Regions from separate parts of the Mus musculus genome. Here regions 1 and 2 are each linked to region 3. The links are chromatin contacts, called in public HiChIP or PLAC-seq maps. All regions are on one chromosome and are shown on one strand. The core of a region is the stretch at or near the end of the contact, and the rest is flanking DNA. Distances in the headings are between cores, read along the strand shown.

Region 1 (4,503 bases), core at 1,091-3,590, 250 kb after region 3:
TAGTGTTATGAGTCTCTGGATAGCCTTCAGATCTTCCGTTTTAGTAGCTCTCTCTGTTACTGCTCTGGCAGAGAAAAGGGGTGCCAGTTACCCCATTTCTACTGAGTTTGAGGAAAAGACCATCCCCAACTTCGTGCCAGGCGTCACACAGTGGAGGGAGCAGGTCCTTCCATTGATCGTGGGTCTCACCAGATCTGTGTTGATACTACAGGACCTAGAGAAGTAGGAGTAACTCGTCACACAGCTCTCACATGCTAACACCACAGGACAATGAGAATCGTGATCATCCACCAGGCCTCTAATGATCCCTCAGCAACCAGGAGGAGGAGACTGTAAAAGCATCGTCTGGGGCTTTTATACATTGCCCTTGTTCATGAATAATGACACAGAGATCTAGTATATTTATGAATAAGCTTCTATAGCTAGACAGATATTCTAACCCAACTATGCTGGCCCTTTCCCAGACACGTGCCATGCTACCTGCCCTGGCTGCTTCTGCTCTATCTGTGTCCTCATGGCGACCCCTCTCTCTTTCCTCTCTCTTCCCAGGACTCCCTCAACGGGATCCAAAATCCCTCCTTATCTCTCCTGCCCAGCTATAGGCTGATCTGTTTTATTAACCAGTCTGAGGTGTCAGAGAACAATTTGTATACAACATTGAGACAGGAGATGCTTCATGAAAATGCCAAGATGTAGATTGCAACCCGATCTCTGGGCCCAGAGACCAACACTTAAACACAGAGTGCACAAAACCATCCCCCAACGGGAGATGGTCTTATTACCCTCCAGTGAGGATGGTCGGGGCGATTCCTCACTAAGTCCTATGTGGAGGCCGGTTAGGAACTGTGGTAGGAATTTGTTCTAATGCTTTGAAGAGAGGAAGGAGGATCACCAAGATTCGGAGGGAAACCAGATTTAGAGCTGCAGAAGGAAAATTACCCCAAACGTAGGTGAGAAGGAATGTGGTCCCACGAAGGGCTGCCCAGAAACGTCTTGGGCAGCAAAGACTAGGAAGCCACCCAGAAGGAGCCAGGGCAACAAAGATAAAATATAGAATTAGAGGGCGTTAAGCCAGGAGTGCCAGAGGGAAATGTGTGCTAGTTAGCCAGAGGGGTGGGGGTGAGGGGGTTGGGGTTGGGGGTGGGGGTGGAGAGTAGAATTGCCCAACCTTTGAACTAGTCAAGGCAGCATATATTTAAAATTAAGTGGTGTGTGTGTGTGGTTGTGTGTGTGTGTCTTTCATTCATGAATCCAGACAGCTCTTGGACGGGTACATTTGCAACCCGTCTGGAGCACAGAGTGGGTTAACTAACTACTGCCACAGTACCGGACATGTCCTGGTTTGGGGGCAGGGAGCCCAGGTTCTCATTTGGCCTTTACTGGTGGGGTTGAACATGAGAGTTATAGCTGCTTCTCTGGTGTCACATGGAGTAGACTGGCTTCCTTCTGTGTATTTATAATCTTGCTAATATGCCCTTAAATAGTTCCTTTTTTAGACAGGAGTGGTTTTTCTTTCTTTCTGTTTGTTCTCATTGGTGGGCCTTTAGAATTCCGTCTAGTCTATATGAGGCTGTGCTTTGGGTCCTAACTTGCCATCTATACATTTTCCCAGTATTTGTTTGTTTGTTTGTTTCATGTAGCCCAGGCTAGCCTTGAACTTGCTATGCAGTTGGGGATGCTCTTTAACTCCCTGGCTTTCTGTCTCTACCTCCCAAGAACCAAGGTCACAGGTGTGACCACCAATCCCAGCCATTTCACATTTGAGATCACACACACACACACACACACACACACACACACACACACACACACACACACACACACACACAGAGGCAGAGAGAGAGAGAGAGAGAGAGCACTAAGATATCAATAAGGTATCTTAAGTATCAGAAAAGGAATTTGATGCATAATTGAGGGTTATAAAGCTAACTAGAAGACAGTGAGGTGGCCTATTCATCCAGGATGTTAACATGCCAGAGAAACAAAAGGAACCGTGAGTCACACTCTCAAAGCTGAAATGCAAAGGGTTTGCCCAATATGGCAGTGTCCGGTGTCACAGGGGAGGCTGGGCTAAGGAAGTACTGCCCAAGGTTCTTGTGAACAGGAAGAGAACACCACTTCTCTATTTAAAACAAACAAACAAACAAACAACCACTTAAATTTCTCTGCAGTTCTCATTAGTGACAACAGGAAACTCAGGGAGATGGGCGGAGGACCTGGAGGCAAGCAGGCTTGTGTCTAATCGCCGCCGTCCCTTTCTCTGATGAGTAAGCTCAGGCACAGAGCGGTGTGTAACTTGGCTGGGGTTCCACAGATGCCAAACAATTCTGGAGAGTGCAATGTCTGTGGCCTTGTACTTCCAGCCACTGGGAGGCCCCAGGAGGTAAAGGTGTGACTGGGTTTGGATAGTGTAGTGTCAGTCTTTATTTGTCCTTTAAACACACAGGAGATGTAGATTTGTGACAACCAGAAGTCTGAGATATAAAGCTTGGAGATTGTCTGGATCATGGGGAAAGTTTCAAAGTCATGAAAGGGTTAACCTAAGCTTGTTATTTATTTTGAAACTGCTTTTCTTCCCCATCTCCCTGCTGCCCCCAACTCTCTGCCTTTTCACTCTTTCATCCCCTTCCCTCCTTCTATAGGGTTTTATGTGTAGCCCAGGCTAGCCTGGGAGTCATCACATCTCAGCTTTCCTCGTGCCGAGATTACAGGTGTGCACAACCACACCCAGTTTGTTTTCATTTTCCTGTTCTCTTTCTTATTTAGTGCTTGCTTTGTGCCAAACACCCCTTTATGTAGTCCAGTTGTTTCAGTTAACTTAATTCTTGCATCCAACTTGTGCTGGCTATGTCTTAGGTCAAGTTGACACAAGCTAGAGTCATCTGAAAAAGAAAAAGGAAAAAACAACAAAACAAAACAAAAAAAAAACAAAAAGAAAAACAAAAACAAAAACCAAAACCCAAAACAAAAACCTGGAAATCTCAATTGAGAAAATGACTCCATTAGATTTGGCTGTAGGGTGTTTTCTTAATTAACGATTGGTGATTTATTGAGGCGTGCTCAGCCCATTGTGGGTGGTGCCATCTCTGGGCTGGTTGGTGGTCCTAGTAAGAAAGCAGGCTGAGCGAACCATAATGAGCAAACCAGTAAGCAGTCTTCTTCCATGAACGTTGCATCAGCTCCTACCTCCAGATTCCAGCCTGTTTTGAATTCCTGCCAATTATATCTTTCAGTGTTGGACTATGATTAGAAGTAGAAGCCAAATAAACCCTTCGTAAGCCCGTAGAGGCATGCAAGTGGCCAGACCCCATCCCCAAGACGACTCTAACTGCTCTAAAGCCTGTTTCCAACCCCCTGAGATGCAATTGCCCAAGCTCCACACTATAGAGGGGAAAAAAATAAGGCCACAGAATCACACCAATCCCAGGCCACCATGGAAAGATCTGCCCCTCAAGAAATCCTATATAAAGTTTGCCTCCTGCTCTGTTCTTTGCTGCTTCTCCTCTTTAGTAGTGTGACTTTATGGCATTCCTTGGCTCCCAACTGCCTGGATGGATACCTTTCCTCTCGGAGCTGTAAGACTTCCCCACCCTTTCCTTCCCAAGTTGCTTTTGGTCCTGGTGCTTCATCTCAGGAGTAGAAAAGTAAATAAGATAAATCGGTTGCAAGATTCTGAGGCATTGCTGTGACAAACTTGACCATGTGTTTTGGAGGATTTCAGAAGGACTTTGGAACTCTGGGCTAGTGGTTAACAGCTGCAGCTGCTCGTTCAAAGGTCCTGAGTTCAATTCCTAGCAACCACATGGTGGTTCACAACCATCTGTAATGGGGTCTGATGCCCTCTTCTGGTGTGTCCGAGGACAGCAACAGTATACTCATATAAATAATACATAAATAAAATTTAAAAAATTCAGCTGTTAAGTATTTTATTAATTAACTAAAGGGTTTGGGAGTTTCACATCCCATGGTGGGTGGAGCCATCCCTGGGGTGGTGGTCCTGAGTTATAGAAGAAAGCAGGCTAAGTGAGCCATGTGAGCAAGACAGTAAGCAGCATCCTTCCGTGGCCTCTGCATCAGCTCCTGCCTCCAGGTTCCTGCCCTGACTCCTTCCAGTGACTGACTATGGGATGGACGTGTAAGCCAAGTGAACCCTTTCCCGTCAGGTTGCTTTGGTCATGGTGTTTCATCACAGCAGTAGAGAAGTAATTGAGATCCACCTCTCTGGTGGATTTCTTGTTACCCACAGCTTACAGACAAGAAAGTCGAGTCACAGAGGACTAACTGAAGGTTTTAGGGTCTTCATGCCACTCAGGTGCGGAGTTGGTCACTCTGTCTTTGGTTCCATGAGCCCGTATCTTTTATTCTCCTGCTATAGTTCTGGTGATCATCTGGGTGTGGTCTAGAGAATAAATTTGGTGACAACCTATGAGACAATCGTAATCAAAGATCCAATAGGCAGCAATTGCTAATTCACGCAAATGATGCATGTGTATCCTTTGTGCA
Region 2 (4,652 bases), core at 1,604-4,103, 160 kb after region 3:
AAAGGAACTGTAGTGCTTTCTTGCCATCAGACCGTAAGGGAAGGAGAACAGAGATCAGTAAGAAAGTAGAAACTCTACAAGATCTTGAGAAAAGAACAGTAAGAGTGTCTGAGTGATCTGGAGGGTAATGACAAAATCAAGAGGGAAATTAAAATGCCCCAACAATCTAGGCCAGGCATGGTGGTGCACACCTTTAATCCCAGCCCTTAGGAGGCGGAGGCGGAGGCGGAGGCGGAGGCGGGCAGATCTCAGTGAGTTCAAGGCCAGCCTGTTTTACATAGTGAGTTCCAGGACAGCCAGGCCTATGCAGAGAAACTTTGTCTAAAAAAACCAAAATATGTTCATGAGTAAGGACTGGGAAGAGGGACAGGATGATCAAGGAACACTGTATTTGTGTATGAAAATGTCATCATGAAACCCATTATAGGTGTATAGAAATGGCTCAGCGTGTTCAAAAACAAGCAAACAAACAAACAAACTTGCTCTCAAGCCTGACATCCTGAATTAGAGACTCCGACCAGAGCAACCAGCCCCAAACTGTCCGCATACACTCACCACTCCAGCAAACTCTCCCAAACTCACAAAATAAACAAAATTTTTTCTAAAGAAATTTATTATTTTATACAATACACGTTAATAATTTTTAGCTTAAATTTAGAAGCTTTCAAAGTCATCCATTTTTCTTACAAGTACCTACAATTAAAAAAAATTCAAATATAATTTTAGGTAGAATACATCCTAAAGACTGTCAGGTCTGGCCTTTTATCAGTTTTCCTGGTGTAAGTCAAAGTGATAAAATATGATTTAAACAGCAAAGAGGTGAAGGAGTGAGCTTCTCCTCTTACAGTTTTTCTGTAGTCACTTAAAAAAAAGATCTCTATAGGAGTGCTAGATGTTAGTACTATCAATGAAATAACGGCTATTCCCTTTTCAGTGTATTCTGTAACAGGAAAGCAGCCACGTGGTATTACATCCCAGAATGTTTGAGACATTTATATATATTAATTCATTCGACCATTAATGGTTAACATTTTTAAAATTATCCTCATTTTATACATAAGACACTTACCAAGTAAAGAGTTAAAAGCCTAGAGCAAGTTACAACAAGTTAGCTGAGAAGCCGTTTGAAGGCCAAGAGATTTTAAAAATGCTTGTCCATACACAGTATGATCCAGCACAGAATAGAATAAACACATACCTTTGCTCAATGAACAAGCATGCACTGGCTGGGCCCTTCCTAACCTCTTTCTGTTAGGAGTTCTAAAACTCAGCACAGTTCATGCATGGTGGTGGCACATGAGAGACAGAAGCAGGTAGCTCTCTGTAAGTTCAAGGACAGCCTGGTCTCATAGTGACTTCCAGGTAAGACGGGTATATAATATAGCAAGAGACTGTCTCAAAAAGATGAAAAAGTCAGACTGGAGAGATGGCTCAGTGGTTAAGGGCATGGCTGCTCTTCCAGAGGGTCTGAGGTCAATTCCCAGCAATCACATGGTGGCTCACAACCATCTGTAATAGGATCTGATGCCCTCTGAAGATAGCTACAGTGTACTCATATAAATAAAATAAATAAATTTAAAAAATAAATAAATAATGAACTAAATTTAAAAGTCAATAAATATAAAAATTAGCAGAAAAGAATGCACCAGCTGGTTTCTTTGCTTTTTTTCCAAGTTTATTTTTACTTAGAACGAGTATTCCTTATACTCTGAAGTCAGCCTCAAATGCATCTACACAGTACAACTTCCTAACTGTTCTAATCATTAGCCATATACTCTGAGCACCTTGGAGATGAGAGATATTTGCTGGAAGGATTATATAAGTACTAGACAAAAATGCAAAAGAGGGATATAACGTTAAATAAAACAGAACAAAAATCACTCTCCTGAAGTAACTTGTAAGCAAGACACACAGAGTAGTCACTGCTTAGTATATTTTGTAAATGTAACCAAATTATCATGTATTAGTCAGGGGTCTCTAGAAAAACTGAACTTACAGACATAATCTCTCTCTCTACATATAGAAAAGGGATTTATTAGGATGCCTTACAGGCTGCTGTTTAGGAAGACCAACAATGACTGATTATGAACAAAAAGTCCAAAAATCCACTACTTGCTCTGTTCATGAAGCTGGATGTCTCAGCTGGAATCCCAAATAAGTGGGCGCTAATGCCAGTGAAGGGATGGACTTGCTGTCCATGTGAGAGGGAGCAGCCAGAGCTTTCTTCTTCCCTGGCTTCGTATAAGCTTCCAGCAGAAGGCGTGGCCCAGATTGAAGGGTGTCTTCCTGCCTCAAAGCGGATCTTCCTACTTCAAATTAAGCAAAAATCCCTCACAGGTATTCCCTCCATTTGGGGGTTTTGGTTGTATGTGTAGTCAAGTTGACAACCAAGGACAGCCATCACATAGCCCAAAATACATGTGACAAAATGTAACATATTTCAGGTAGTATTATTGCCAGAGAGATATGGTACAAATGTGCATTACTTTAATTACTGCCACAGGTTGCTATTGCCCTTCCCATTTTACACAAGGAAATACATCCCAAGTCAAAGACTGTGACTGAGACTAATTATAGTGACAGCTAGGAGACTTTACCACACCCAAACAGTTTATACAGAACGAAATGTATTTACTCAGTGACAGTCAATTCCAAAAGTAGAATCTAGTGAATGTCTAGTAAAGGAAGAGAAGGCCGTATGCATGTACAACCCAAGGTCCAGCCGGAGTCATTTTGCTCTAAGTCAGTGGTTCTCAACGTTCCTAAGGCTTCAACTCTTTAATACAGTTCCTCACGTTGTGGTCACCCCAACCATAAAAGCCAGGCTACTTCATAACTATAATTTGCTACTATTATGAATCATAACGGAAATGTCTGTGTTTTCTATGGTCTTAGGTAACCCTTGTTGAAAGGATCAAACAACCTGGAGAGGGGTCAGGACCCACAGGCTGAGAACCACTGCTCTAAACCAAAACTTCCAAAGAACAGACTAGGAAATCTTTGTGTGTGTGTGTGTGGGGGGGGGGGGTGTCAAGCAATTTTCATGATAATGTAAGAATTTGATGGCTACTTACACTTGATACTTTCAGGGAGAGGGGAAATCAGCTTCCTTCAATAGAAGTTGATGTTGGGCATACCAACCGCATCCCAGGGCAAGGGGCGAGTTCAGCAATAGCCAGCCAATACAAAGGAACTCTGCCTTTTTTTTTTTTTTTTTTTTTTTTTTGCTTTGCTTTGCTTTTGTGCGTTGGGGGGACTTTTTTGTTTTTTATTTTTAGAAACAGAAAGGTTATGAAGTGGGAGGAGGTAGGTAGGATCTGGAAAAGAGTTGGGGGAGGGAAAATATAGTTCATGAAATTTTTAAACGAATTTTTTAATTAGTAAAAATTTTAAAAATGGTTTAAGAGTATAAAGTCCCCAACTAACAACAAAACAATCAATCAATCAATAAATAAAACATTGAAAACCCACTTCTCTAAAGCTGTTTCTAACCAATCTTCAAATCCAAAGATTGGTCTTCTGGACTGATTTATTCATCAAGATTTAAATGGGCTTTATAAATGAAAGCTTTTGCAATATCATAAACTACTTAAGGATGGAAACATTTAAAAATAAATCCTCTAGCTACTCAACCAAAAAAAGTATCAGGTTGTCAACCAGACCGTTTCTCATGATATGTACATGTCTGTCTATACATTTTTTTGGTAGTACTGGTACCTTTTTGTCAAATCTGGGGCCTTCTATGTTGGAACACAGTCTAGGAATTGAGTTGTCTGAGAAGAGTTCTGAGTGCTTAGAATGCGTTTTCATGCTCCTCCAGGTCTGATAGGACTGAGTTTATTTCAGATCCCTCATTATTGCTTGCTGTTGTTAGTCAATTAAGTGTTTATATTATCCCTTACTTTGCCACATGCGGCTTGTCCTTGTGATTGTTTACAGCTTGACAACGAGAGAACTTTACTCAGATGGCCCTTCCCTTTTCTTTCTTTCTCTTTCTCTCTCTCTCTTTCTTTTTATATACTCTCTCTCTTTCTTTTTATATTAATATATATATTTATTTATTATATGTAAGTACATTGTAGCTGTCTTCAGACACACCAGAAGAGGGTGTCAGATCTCGTTATAATGATTGTGAGCCACCATGTGGTTGCTGGGATTTGAACTCAGGTCCTTTGGAAGAGCAGTCAGTGTTCTCAACTGCTGAGCCATCTCTCCAGCCCCCAGGTGACCCTTCTTAACCCTACGACTATAGATTTGTCTGAGGCTCTGAATAAAGTTGGCCAGCGCATGAGACTTTAGTCCGCCTCACTGACTGGCTTCATTCTCCCAGATCCCGGTAGGTAGCGGCGGCACTTGTATACTTTAGGTAGGCACTAGGCTATCCATCTCCAGCTCTCTTGTTATTTTAAGACAGAGTCTTAATAAATTGTCCAGGCTGGCCTTGCCGTCCTTCTATAAACCTAGGTAGGCTTTGAACTTGTGATCCTCCTGCTTCAGCCTCCTTAATAGCTGGTAATACCAGCCTATGATACCAGGCCCCGTTCACTGAGCAATGTCTAAATTCGCTATAGTCTATTTCCTAATCAGCATAAATGTTCTTAGAGTATATATCACATTAAAGCAAGCGAAAGTATGTCAGTCTACAAAGCTGA
Region 3 (4,270 bases), core at 1,106-3,605:
TGACTTCTAAGATTCTGACGTACCTGGAGTGAGTAGACTCATAATTAGTTTCTTTGAAGTACCAGTGAGTCAGAGAGTGTGCTAGCTCCTACTCGGAGCCACAGCAAAGTCTTTATGGATGAATGCAAGGGCAACAGTGTTTAACGGAGTCTTCAAATGGGAGGTGCAAAAAGATGAGACACAAAGGGATGTTGTGGGTGGTGACAGCATCCCACAGGCCTACACTTCGCCTCTCTCCCTCTTCAGCTGATACCTTAAAAAACGCTAGGTTACCTACCTGAAAAGTATACCTAGCCTTGTTCGAAGGGGAGGGGAATTACTGTTGGTGGGAGACAGGAGAGGGTGTGAGGGGATGGGTAGATCAAAATATATTATATACATGTAGGGAAGTGCCATAATGAGGCAGATTGTGTGTAAATATATGCTAATAAAAAGCATTTGAAAAGGTACATCTAGTATTGCCTACCTACCCACTTCGTGTGCTGAAAAGATGGATGGAATTTCTTGAAACATTGAGCCTTATATAAGGAACATATAAGACAGATGTTAATTTAGGAAAGCATTGTCTAAGGGAATCTGGAATTTTCTTCAGCTTTTGAAAGAGAACTAGGCTCAGAAGCAGAGACCTAGGTCTGAGCTTAGATTCTAAAGCTGAAAAGTGGCATGACTTTGGGTAGGAACCTTAAAGATCATTGAATCTGCTTTCGTCCTCCTTGTTAAGGGGATGCTACTCCGCCCATCTTAGAGCCTGTATCTCAGTGGCTCTCTGGGAAGGCTTCAGACTGTAAGCCACCATGTATTGTGCTTTGGTTCTGCGAATACCGTTGAGACAGACTCTCTACAGAATACAAGGACAAGAGGATGTCAAAAGCTATTAATTCATACTCTTGCACATGGTGTGTGTGTGTGTGTGTGTGTGTGTGGTACATGTGTGCTCATGCATGCATGTGAGTGTGCACATGTACATATATATTCATATACATGCATATGGGTGTGTGTACATGTAAAGGCTGACTTTGGAGTTAGGTGGCTTAGGTTCAAGTTGTGCGGGTGAACTAGAATTTATTTCAGTTCTTCGTAAAACTGGTTAAGTACCAGCCCTCAGGGTTATTTAGGCAGTGGTTCTGAGCCTCAATAATGCTACAACCCTTCAATACAGTTCCTTATGTTGTGGTGACCCCCAATCATAAAATTATTTCATTGCTACTTCATAACTGTGCCTTTGTTATGAATTATAATTTAAATATGTTTTAGAGATAGAAGTTTGTCTAAGGGGTCACAACCCACAGGTTGAGAAGCACTGGTTTAGAGGATTGTATATAAATGTCATCTGGCTGACATGTGATATATATTTTCTATGACTATTAAGTTACTCCTCTGAAAAAAAAAATCACTGGTCTTATCCACACTGTTCAAGGAGTCTTGCTTCTTTCCAGTTTCTACTCAGTACCATTCTGGAATCACCCAGACCTTTCCAGTTCTTCTCGCCATCATACACAATTATACAGGACATGGCTAAGGAGTATTCTGCTAAGTGCCAGGAGTGCACTGCACAGCAGTGGGGTGAAGTCCTGACTAGGTCACACATCACACAGACAAGCAGTAGTCATTCTGATGTTCAAGGACCCCCGTTGCAAAGTATAACCCTTGGACTTCCTTGCTGTAGCTGTGAGCTGGAATAGAAGGTCAGATTTGAGTCTGTGCAGCAAAGCTGAGGAGCTGTGTGGACTTAACTGGCACCAGGCTGTAAGATGAGTCACTGAACAAAGACGTTGTTACCATAAAGATTTGCCTGTGGACAGTTAAATTACATTATTGTAATTTGCCAAAAATACCTTGTGTCGGTTAGGAGAGACTGAGTCATGCTATGATGAGAGATCACCCCACCTCCGGCCTATGAACGCACAACGGTGTCTAACCACGGTACACTGATGGCTTGTTTCCTCTGCTATTCTTGCTGTTCTTGGTGTAGGTGTTGGAGATTGAATCAATGGCCTGGCTTGTGGGAGGCAAGCATCCCATCACTCAGCTCCCATTCCAGTCATGCATATGTGTAGATGTGTGTTCACATTTGCGTCAACTTTGAGATAAGATCTTCATGTGTAGCCCAGGATAGCCTCAAATCCAAAATTCTCCTGCCTTAAGCATCTGGGTGCCAGGGAACACGCACATACCCCCCCCCCCGCCCACACACACACACCACTGTACCTGGCAGCTTTACCCCATAGAACTTTCATTTCTTGTTCATGCTTCCTGTTCACTGGACATTGGTTGGAAAGGGAGGGTATGGGCATGTGGCGGCTCTGGTCAATGTTTATGAACAGTCACTGAGGTATGTAGGCTGGTAGCACCATTCCCACTTACAGAATTGCTGATTTCATGCCAGAGGGGGAAATGACATCCCTAGATCTTGTGTTGGCTACTACATGCTTTAGCTTGTGAGCAACACCCTTGACTATAGACAACTCATTAACCACAAGTATCCATTTTGATCTCAGTCAACCTTCCAAAGGAGGCCAGAAAAATGTGATCACACCAAGAGGAAGAGAGAAAAAAAAAACAACAACAAAAAACAATTGCCAAATATTCCCACTGCTCACTTCTATCCCATTATGTACTAATGAAACTGATTCTTAGAAAACCCAGTGACAATTAAGAGAGCAGAGCTAGGTGATGCTGTGGTAGCCAGTGTGGGCCAAAGACAAAGTTTGGGAATTCTTCAAAAGCCGTCTGGTTCAATAGGGCGATCCTTCTTCCCTTGAGGACATCTTCCTTCTATCCAATTATTTACTTATCCTTTTGCAATTTCTTGGATCAAAGTCTTGCCTTTTATTCTCTCTTATTCCCTTCCCCTATTCTGCCAAATCCCTTCTCCTTCTCCAACCCACTCCTCCTTTCATGTCTTTGTGCATGCGGCCCACTGCATTAGGATTCCTGCATGAGAGGTAGGTTATCTGTTTGAGTTGGGCCTGTGCATCAGAAGCAGCACCATTAATGACTATTACCAATCCCCTTCCCTTACAACTACATAGAGCTCTTCTGGAGGGTGGGGCCTTATAAGGCTCCTTTTTTTTTGGTTTTTAGAGACAGGGTTTCTCTGTATAGTCCTGGCTGTCCTGGAACTCACTCTGTAGACCAGGCAGGCCTCTAACTCAGAAATCTGCCTGCCTCTGCCTCCCAAATGCTGGGATTAAAAGCATGCATTTTAAAGCACTAATTGCCGTTCTTGAGCTCTATCGCCCATTCTGCCTACCTCCTCTTCCACAATGTTCCCTAAGTCTTACAGTAGTAGTAGAGATGCCCCATTTAGGTTGAATGACTGCTGGACCAACTGGTGGAAGAAACATTCTATACTACACTGCTTCTCTGCAACCACAAACCTCTAGCTACCATAATTTACCATATAACCATCTATATCCTAGTAATGAATCCTTGGTCCTCAGTCATGCTTCATCCATTTTAGCCAGCATTCAATCCAAAGAAAGGCTACCGTAGTGGAAGCTCATGTGCCTCTCAGTTCCTTACTGGACCTGACCTGAGAGCTTTACAGAAAACACAGTCTTGCTGACACGGTAGAGGGCGGGCTCTGGCTCTGCTAAGAAGTCAGTTTTCATTGCTTTAACTATGGGGTTGCCTTTAGGTCTCAACCCATTCCCTGTGGTCAAGATGTAAAACTCTCAGCTCCTTCTCTGGCACCACAGGCTTAGATTTCTTAAAACCTACTTTAATAAGGGTTCTCAAATGCTTCAACGCCCCTTCTAGCCCACGGTCCAAAGGTGTGGAACCAAGAAAGGCAGCCTGTTTTCTGGGTGAGCTAGGTTTAAACCCTGGAGACCCAGCAGGTGTTCCTGCAAGGGACAGAAGGCCCATTTGCCATGCTCCTACACACTGAGCTCCTGACACTAGGCCCCAGCTCCATAATTCTGTGGCCATCAGTCATGTAGGGCAATGCCTCAAGTCTCTGGTATTCTGTCTGGACTCCACCCCCACAGTTACCTGGCAACAGCCAGGCAGGCCTGGCCCACTATAAAAGGGGATATTTGCCCCCTCCTCCCTCTCTTGCTCTTACTCTTGCCTTTCCCTCCCTTGCTCCCCCAAACCCCTCTATGCATTCCCTTCCCCTATCTCTCCACATAGCCATGGCTGGCTTCTGATTCTCTACTCTCTCCTTCTCTCTGCCTTTCTCTTTACCTCTACTACCCTCTTAGCTCCCCTTCCTGCCATGACAATAAAAACCTTAAAACCATGGACTGTCTCTTCTCATCAGGAT

Evidence for each region. HiChIP or PLAC-seq counts read pairs in DNA pulled down with a chosen protein or histone mark.
Region 1: a contact with region 3 is called in an HNF4G HiChIP or PLAC-seq map of pancreatic cancer cells. The contact joins two enhancer-like sites. A contact is called at or near these places in 1 of 39 promoter capture datasets (the C10 cell line), 1 of 484 Hi-C or Micro-C datasets (nephron progenitors), 6 of 115 datasets of contacts at active chromatin or transcription factors (CD8 T cells, bone marrow-derived macrophages, embryonic stem cells and 2 more) and 2 of 9 other capture datasets (adipose tissue and liver).
Region 2: a contact with region 3 is called in a FOXA1 HiChIP or PLAC-seq map of pancreatic cancer cells. The contact joins two enhancer-like sites. A contact is called at or near these places in 1 of 484 Hi-C or Micro-C datasets (nephron progenitors), 3 of 115 datasets of contacts at active chromatin or transcription factors (CD8 T cells, embryonic stem cells and pancreatic cancer cells) and 2 of 9 other capture datasets (adipose tissue and liver).

The regions. Positions count from the first base shown.
Region 1 is chr10:93,092,933-93,097,435 of GRCm38.p6, reverse strand. It overlaps Gm32468 (predicted gene, 32468), which reads right to left. Exons shown (of 3, transcript NR_168584.1): 3 at 3,910-4,399. Among named protein-coding and RNA genes, the nearest start is that of Gm32468, 11 kb to the right of the region's middle. Within about 2 kb of position 2,340, at least 96 of the 459 cell types and tissues checked have an H3K27ac peak or open chromatin away from gene starts, as enhancers often do. A contact at or near this core is called in bone marrow-derived macrophages and pancreatic cancer cells, where this site is marked.
Region 2 is chr10:93,182,987-93,187,638 of GRCm38.p6, reverse strand. All of the region lies in intron 1 of Cdk17 (cyclin-dependent kinase 17), which reads right to left. Among named protein-coding and RNA genes, the nearest start is that of Mir1931, 23 kb to the right of the region's middle. Within about 2 kb of position 2,853, at least 13 of the 459 cell types and tissues checked have an H3K27ac peak or open chromatin away from gene starts, as enhancers often do. A contact at or near this core is called in pancreatic cancer cells, where this site is marked.
Region 3 is chr10:93,341,241-93,345,510 of GRCm38.p6, reverse strand. The region is part of intron 1 of Gm17745 (predicted gene, 17745); the gene reads right to left. Among named protein-coding and RNA genes, the nearest start is that of Gm17745, 7.2 kb to the right of the region's middle. Within about 2 kb of position 2,355, at least 56 of the 459 cell types and tissues checked have an H3K27ac peak or open chromatin away from gene starts, as enhancers often do. A contact at or near this core is called in bone marrow-derived macrophages and pancreatic cancer cells, where this site is marked.